Linked DNA regions of Mus musculus: region 2 is linked to region 1. A link is a contact called in public promoter capture Hi-C data. All regions are on one chromosome and are shown on one strand. Each heading gives the region's core, a stretch centred on a gene start, on an enhancer-like site or on the middle of the called end of the contact. The rest is flanking DNA. Distances are from core to core; before and after follow the strand shown.

What was found. Promoter capture Hi-C pulls out the DNA fragments that hold promoters and counts their contacts.
Region 2: a contact with region 1 is called in a promoter capture Hi-C map of the SN4741 cell line, with 2.6 times the contacts expected there. The contact joins the promoter of Mrpl53 here to the enhancer-like site in region 1. A contact is called at or near these places in 21 of 39 promoter capture datasets (the 3T3-L1 cell line, the C10 cell line, the HPC-7 cell line and 15 more), 2 of 15 datasets of contacts at CTCF or cohesin (CD8 T cells and the NIH/3T3 cell line), 50 of 484 Hi-C or Micro-C datasets (the AtT-20 cell line, the Ba/F3 cell line, the C3H10T1/2 cell line and 35 more), 29 of 115 datasets of contacts at active chromatin or transcription factors (the 230-238 cell line, CD8 T cells, the HPC-7 cell line and 20 more) and 3 of 9 other capture datasets (adipose tissue, liver and pancreatic islet).

The regions. Positions count from the first base shown.
Region 1 is chr6:83,011,240-83,015,154 of GRCm38.p6, reverse strand. All of the region lies in intron 7 of M1ap (meiosis 1 associated protein), which reads right to left. The region is part of intron 2 of Gm32644 (a long non-coding RNA gene); the gene reads left to right. Among named protein-coding and RNA genes, the nearest start is that of Gm32644, 9.3 kb to the left of the region's middle. Within about 2 kb of position 1,529, at least 156 of the 459 cell types and tissues checked have an H3K27ac peak or open chromatin away from gene starts, as enhancers often do. A contact at or near this core is called in the 230-238 cell line, the AtT-20 cell line, the Ba/F3 cell line and 28 more, where this site is marked.
Region 2 is chr6:83,107,263-83,111,251 of GRCm38.p6, reverse strand. It overlaps Mrpl53 (mitochondrial ribosomal protein L53), which reads right to left and starts at 2,144. Exons shown (of 3, transcript NM_026744.3): 1 at 2,049-2,144; 2 at 1,826-1,938; 3 at 1,320-1,730. The coding sequence starts at 2,140. The coding sequence ends at 1,579. Ccdc142 (coiled-coil domain containing 142) reads right to left here. Exons shown (of 9, transcript NM_001081266.1): 7 at 3,620-3,797; 8 at 3,298-3,497; 9 at 2,131-3,161. The coding sequence ends at 2,875.

The sequences.
Region 1 (3,915 bases), core at 280-2,779:
TATGTGAAGAGAATACAATGGGAAATGTATAAAGCTGGTCCTTGAATACTGACAAAGAAGTACAGATTTAATGGTACAATTATAGTCTCTAGAGGAGAAAGATCCAGAGAGAGGTAGGAATTAGGCTAGCTCCATTTCCCTGAGGGCATACGTTGACTTTGAGTGGGAGGGGATGGTGGTAGTCATAGTGGTGGAGCTCAGAATCTAGGATTCCTATCTGTTAAGAGATGTTTACAAGGAAGCAGATCTTTTGGCAGAGATCTGCTGGTGGGGTAGGGTGTGACTCAAGCCAGTTTTCCACTTAGGACATTTGTGATATACTAGAGTTAAATGGATTTGGAGGCAGAAATTCGTGAGAGAAGCTAAGTGTTTAAGGAGACTTGGGTGGAAATGATCAGGGTTGAGACCTTTTAGGGTGAGGAGAGACACGCAGCACACCAGGCTTGTCGCTGAAAGCTCTGGAAGATAGGCTGAGCTGTAGCAGGATGGCTGCCCAGCTGTGACTCAGCACGGTACCCGAGTGCTCTATCTGCCTGGTGCAGGGAAGGGCGAGCCCTCTCTACCAACTGAAGCCTCTATAATACACTTATTCACAAGGTGAGGCTTTTACTAAATATTGTTATGTTAAAAAAAAAAAGTCATGTAGGACTGTAAGTTTGAAAACCAAAAGACAAAAGAAAGAATAAAAACAAAGGCACCGATTAAGGCTTAACCGTAAAGAGTCTTAAATGCTTAAAACTGCATGTGTTTGTTTGTATGGGTGTATGTGTGAGTGTGTTTGTGTGTCTGTGTGAGTTGTGTGTGTTTGTGTGTATGTGTGTGTGTGTGAAAGAGAGAGGAGAGAGGTGGGGGTGGGTGGGGTGTGGGAGTGATTGCAAGTATAGATTCTCTCCACTGTGGAGGTCCCAGGGATCAAATTCTGGTCATTAGGCTTGAACTGACTCCTGTAAGTTGTCCTCTGATCTTTACATTTGTGAGTGAGTTCTCACACACACAGACACACATACACACACACAAACAATGTAATGATATTGAAAGGAAACAATAAGAGCCAGGCACGATGAGACATGCCTTTAATCCCAGCGCTCAGGAAGCAGCAGCAGGTGGATCACTGTGAGTTCGAGGCCAGCCTGGTCTATATAGCAATTACAGGAAGGCCAAGACTATGTAGACGCTGTCTGAAAAAATCAAAACAGGAAAAAAAGAAAACAGGAGGAAACAAATGGAAATTATAAAAGTAGTAGCCAACAACTCTGTGTAAACCACACGCCAGATATGTGCCAGGTTTACACATGTAGTTCTAAGCACTCAAAAATATGCAAGGCACTTTTTATAGTTTCGGTTAGATGTGACAGAGACAAGAGCTGCTAGCGTGTCTCAGATGTGCCTCTTCCCTTTCTTTCTCTCCTGCTGACCGCTCACAGAAGCCTTGCTAGCGCTGGCCTTGAATATTTTACACAAGACCTCACAATGCTGCAAATTATGTCAGAGAAGCTAAGTCAGTGTAGACTCTGTGGCTGAGTGGGAGGAGGAAGGCAAAGAACAGGCCCAGAGGATGTGGTGAGAGTGACTGTGTGTGCACGCATGTGTGTAAAAGGGCTTAGGGACAGCATCTCTGGGTTACAGATAATTATTGAGTGAAGGAGAAAAGTCTATTCATTTCTATGCCATTGTAGTTATAAGAGGGCTCTTCTCTGGTGTTTTTGAAAACACAAATTAATTAGTTAAAAATTTCTTTTGGGTCACTGAATAATGTTTTTTAATATGTCATCCTGTAGGCACTAGACCGCAGGAGGTCACTGTGTTTGTTAGGGTTCTGAACACACAAATACACCATAGTTAGAGATGTGATTATGTTTCTGAAGTTCACAGTCAGGAAGCAATAAAGGAGCAGACTGAGGGCTATCAAGTTCCAAAGCACAGGCTTTTCTTGAGCAAGAGGGATATTTTTATCAGAATATTTTAGCAAACTGCCTGAGCCACTCCAAAGTAAGAGGGCCAGGAGAGATGGCTCGGCAATCAAAAGCACCTGTATGCAGTCTGAGGACTGGCATTTGGATCCCAGCACCCACACAACAAGCCTGATTTCCCTACAAGGGTCCTTAACTCTGAGGGACATGGAGGCAGGGGCATGACTATGGTTTCTGCCTTCCAACCTAGTCTAGAATTCACAAATTTCAGGTTCAGGAAGAGATCCTTCCTCAAAGGAAAAGAGAGAGAGAGAGAGAGAGAGAGAAAGAGAGAGAGAGAGAGAGAGAGGACATCTGATGCTCTTTTATGTGTTCTGCGCACCCCCCCATTCCCATACTCCCTCCCCCGCCCCCTCTCCCTCCCTCTCTCTCCCTCTCTCTCTCTCTCTCTCTCTCTCTCTCTCTCTCTCTCACACACACACACACACACACACACATTAAAAAATAGAGGTAATTAAGGGGGAATTTCTTTTCTGAGCCAAAATTTAACTAAAGCCGAGAACTTGGCTGGGAGAGTGGGGAAGTGGTAGAAACAGCAGGAAAGGGCAAGTGTGTCATTTTGGATTTTAGAATAAATTAAGTTTACATCTCAGTCCTTAAGTCAAATCATCGGACATATACTTTAAAAAAAATGATGACTTGAAATATGCTTTTCTCTAAAGTAGGAATAAAATATACAAGGTCTGATGAAAAAAGGCATTTGGGAAGGGCTCACCAAGGAAACCGTTGAGCTGAGTCTTTCAGGTTAGGGCAGGATTTGAACACATGGAGAGAAGAGAAGAGACAGCATGAACAGAGGGGAAGCTAATGCTTCCCACTCATTTGGTTGTAGGGTATGGTACGGTATGTGAAGAGAATAATGGTAAGCCTTGAATATAGACTGTGTGTCTGTATTCAAATATAGGTGTGTGTGTGTGTGTGTGTGTGTGTGTGTGTGTGTTGCTAGAGATCAAACCTACGGCTTCATGCACACACCAGGCAAGTTCCCTATCACTGAACTGCCGAAGACACACAGTATTTTGAAGCTGTAGATGGCAGACTTACTGCCATGCTTAAGCCAGGCTGAGAAGGGGAGAGACTGAGAGCATCCCAGCTCCAGCTCGCGAAGGAGTGCAGTATTAAAGCACAAGTAAAACAGGGCTGGATTAGCACAGTAAGGATCCAGGTAATGACGCTGATGGACAGATCTCTCAGGCAGGTGAGGCTCATTAAATGAGTGGGTGTAGGCACGAGAAACTTCAATGTCAGGACTGCCCCAAGAAGGCGGTGAGGCTGGGTGTGGTAGTGCATGCCTTTAGACCCAGCATTATGCAGGCAGAGATAGGCAGATCTCTGTGAGTTCGAGGCCAGCCTGGTCTACATACTAAGTTCTAAGCCATCCAGAGTTATTGAGTAAGCCTGTGTCTAAAAATAAACAGTAAAAGAAAGAAAAGAGAAAAGGAAGGAAGAAAGAAAGAAAGAAAGAAAGAAAGAAAGAAAGAAAGAAAGAGAGAAAGATTAATGTAGTCTCACCACGTAGGTAAAATGGAGCTGGGGAAGGGAAGTTAGGAGTTCACGAAAAAGTTTTTTGAAAAGCATTGGGAACAGGAAACAAGGACAACTCCAATTTAGGAGAGGAAAACTGAGGTGGCCCCAGGTGACTGGAGTGTAAAGGACACCATGGCTGAAAGTGGATGAGGTTTCAAGCCTGGGTGACTTAGACAATGATAGAGCTCTATTAACAGAAAGACAGAAGTTAGAACAGGAGTTGGCTGTGGGGAACCCCGGTGTGGGAAGGCGGGGGCACAGAGAATTGCACGGGGAACTGAGGAGGCACTGGATTTGAAAAGGACAAATAAACCAAATGTAAAAATCCCGGACCAGAGATGGAGGCAAAGTTCAGCACACACAGGGCTGTGGAGACGGATCAGCAACTAGGAGCTCTTTGCGACCTTCAAAGAACCCA
Region 2 (3,989 bases), core at 895-3,394, 95 kb before region 1:
GTGTCCCAGCCGGTGATTATGAACTGCCTTGTGCACTAGCAGGGGTGTGATTTTTACCTGCTGCAGAGAGATTAATTCTGGGGACTCTGGAGAGGGCCTGCTGCAGCTGCTGATCCCTCTTGCTGCGGCTGCATTTGCTGGATATTCTGATGATGAAGACTGGACTTGCCCCAAGGAACCCAAGGACCCTAATCAGCAGGAAGTAGCCTATAGAGGTCTATATCCCCTCCCCCTCTAATCTTCTCTCCTACATAATGCTGGGGTGTCAGAAGGGATTAGGGTGAAGAAAGGTTGGAAGGGAGGTAGAGGTATAAAAACTAAAAGTTAAAAAAAAAATAACACATGGCATGCATGGATAACTTTTTTTGTACGACTTTTTTTTCTGATTTTTAATGTGCATTCATTGGTGTCTTGCCTACATGCATGTCTGTGAGAGGGTGTCAGATGCCCTAGAACTGGAGTTACAGTTGTGAACTGCTATGTGAGTACTGGAGATTGAACCCTGGTCATCTGGAAGAGTAGCTAGTGCTCTTAAACACTAAGCTACTCCTCTGGCCTCGAATGGATAACTTTTTATGCCATTTGATCCTCTAAAATGACTTCATGGTCACATTAATGGATGTTAACCAAAAACTATTTCCGGACTGTGGGAAGTAAGCCATTATTACCCATGTGAAGGATGAGATTTCATAGCAGCTAAAATGATAAGGGAAAATGACACCAGGCAGGAGAATAAAAGTGGTACAGGAAATGAGTGAGAATGGAAGGGTCTCGATAAGTAGACCAGGCTGGCCTCCTGAGTAGCCTGGATAGTGTGTGCCAATAGACGGGGCTGGCTCCTCTCTTTCCCCTCAGTGCAGACAGACTGGTTGGATCTACGGAGAAAGGGAAGGGATAGGAGAGGAAACACTACATTTCTAGCCTAGAAGGCTGAGCAGGAAGTCAGAAGAGCCAAGTGACCGTTCCACTTGAAGGAAAGAATGTTGGTGGCATATGGGGGAAATTGGCAGTAGCTAATCATAGAAGATGGGGTTAGAACCAAATAAAAAGGTAGGGTTTAAATCCTGAGTAGTTGAAATTATGACAGAATGGGTGGTTCCATGAGAGTGAATGAAGAGTAGACAACACTACTAAGGAAGATGAGTACTGTAGGCTGAGGGTGGTGGCTGTCTAGAATCCCAGCACTGAGGAGCCTGAAGCAGAAAAATGCTTTCACATTTCTAGGCCACCTTGGTCTTCTTACTAAGTTTCAGGTTAGCTCATGGTAAGACCCTCTCTCAAAATCCAAGTAAACAACCTGAGAAAAATAGCATTCATTTGGCAATAAATATTTAATTAAAATGTACTTGGTTGACAGATCCAAATAAAGTTAAACACTGAGAAAGAAAAATTCCAATTTGTCGGGGCCCTTCACCACCCAAACTTACTTATCTTGCCCCAGAAGCCCTGTTGTTAGTGTTCTTGCTCCGTATCATGAGCTCCATGCAGCATTTTGAGTGATTAAAGCCCAGGTCTTCTCAGACCACTCACTGTCTTTAGATTCAAGCTAACATTTGGTTGTTGGACTCTTCTGCCATATCAGCGGCGGGTACTCGTACCCGGGGCGACCTTGTCTGCGCCCGGTGCAGATGCTGCCGCGGCGTTCCTGTCCCGGATGTGGGAGGCCAAGGCACTTAACATTTCCTGAGTGGTGAGGTGGGCACCGCGCATAATCAGCCGATACCCATCTCCTGGGGGAGATGCAAACCGATGAGTTAGGGACCCTGACTATGCAGGGCTATGGCGGCGATCTGCCCTCGCCCACCCGCGTCCCTACCAGGTTTACCGAACAACACGTCCACGCAGGGCTCAGAGCCGTCGTGCCTCACGTCGGCGATCACAGAGCAGTTGAGGTTGGTGGCGCGGACTTTCTCGCTGCTCACCGTCTGGAGGAAGGTCCTGCGGCCGGAGGGCAGCGTGAGCGCGTCCGGGGGACCAGGGAGCCGGGACGAGGGTGCGCGCGCACGCGTGGGGAACACGGACGCCTCCCACCTCCCCAGAACCCGTACCTCGTGGACTCCACGTTCTTCTCAAACGGGCAGAACTGAACTCGAACCAGCTTGACCGGCCGTAGTCCGAGCCGAGCCAAAGCCGCCGCCATGGTTACCTCCACCCCGGAAGGAGTAGCACTGGGGATCGGTTTATTGGAACGGACCGCTTCCGGCGGCTCCGCGGTACTTCGCGCGGCTGACCTCCGGGGCCACCCGCGAATACTTCAGCCATTAGCAGTGTTCTGTGCCACACAGCATAAGCAGTGAATGTGCAAAATCCCCTTCGCAGGAAAACGTCCTTCAGCCCTCTCCCTCGGGGTCCTGCCTGCGAGATCTAGGTCAGCACCACCCCACATCCTGGCTCCTTCCTTGGAAAGGATGTCACTGCGGGGACTGTCCACCCAGCAGAAGGCAAGCCCTGCCCCTGTAGCAACAGCCAAGGCTTAAATGTCCAGGCCCTACAGCCTAATGACTAGAAACAGAGACGGGGAAGGGGTAAGACTGCCCTCCACGTGTAGAAATGTCTGCTTTGTCTGTGTTTCCTCATGAATCAGTTTTCGCTTTGCTCCTGGGATTCGAGAGAAAGCAAGGTTTGCCTGTCTCCTGAGCGCTAGCCCTGTAGACCCCTTCTAGTTTTAGCTCCAAGATGTCTTCATTGTTTCCGACATCCAGATTTCAGGCTGTAGTTTGCCTATTACTCTGGATTGCAGATCCTAGGATGATCTGGGGGTTCAATTCTGGACTCTAGTTTATGAACATGTTTTATCAAGCACCCAGGTTTAAGCTTCTCTAGCATACAGTTCCTTGTCTGGGGCATGATCTGCAACCCCTGGTCCTAGTCAACTTAGGGTTCAGGACTTGTCCTCAGGCAAGAAAAAAAAGGCAGGTGCCAACGTGGGTGTTGGTGCAGCCTCAGGGCAAGCCAGGCTTGCTGGTTTCCCACCAGGTAAGCCTCAGGACTAGGTCCTGGTCCTCCCCCTCCCCCTCCTCCTCGTCCTCCTCCCCCCAGGGTGCTTAGCAGGTGAGTGTTCTGGGCAGGGGAGACTCCAAGACGAAGAGGGGGTGCCAAGTTTTCCAGGCTGTTGAGGCTGCTGGTGGGCAGTTCAGTGGTCTGGACCTCATAACAGAGACCTGGGAAGGCAGGAGTGGACGGCAGGTTGGTGGGGAATGCTGACGCCAAAGCAATGGTGAGATTGGGTGTGGGTGTTCGAAAGCACCCCTGGAAGGGCTTAGAAAAGCCTGGGGTTGAGGAGTGGTGATAACTCACAGCAACGGGGAGGTCTTCTGTGGACTGGATTCTTGGGCAGGGGTTGCTGCAGGAGACACAGCAGGGCCCCATCTAGCTGCTGGAAGATGCTGAGTGAGAGCAGAGTCTGGCGAAGCTCCTGCGACAGGCCCCACTGCTCTTGTTCCAGAACCTCCCTGACCACTCCGAAGTCTTGCTTGAGCTGCAGCGCCCCCTGCAGGCTAGATGTCCAGGTACAATGTGGCCACCAGACACTTCTGCCTCCCCAGACTGCTCTGCCCAAATGGTCTCCATTTTCCCTGTTTGGCATTCTTCCTCTGCCACTAGCATCTTTCCTTCATACCTGAACCGGATCCCATGGGTGAGGATGTGGTCAAGCCAGGCGCCCAGTGTGGCTGTCAGTGCCTGGCCGAGGGCAGGGGCTTGGGCTTCAGGTGGCAATCCCTGAAGTCCTTGCAACACAGGCTCCAACACAGAGTAGACCACTATCCGAGCGTACTCACTAGGGTCACTGGGAGGTTCTGGAGTGAGACAAGAGAAAAGACAGATGGAGAGACTGCAGAAGTCCAGTGGGCTCCAGAGGGAAGGAAGGGCACAAAGGGTAAGGACAAAGATGTTGACAGTGGTGTGGAGCCACAACTGGGGAGGGCTTGGACCATTTATACCAGGAACCCGAAGGAGAAAGGTGGAAGTGAGAGATTACCAAGACAGTG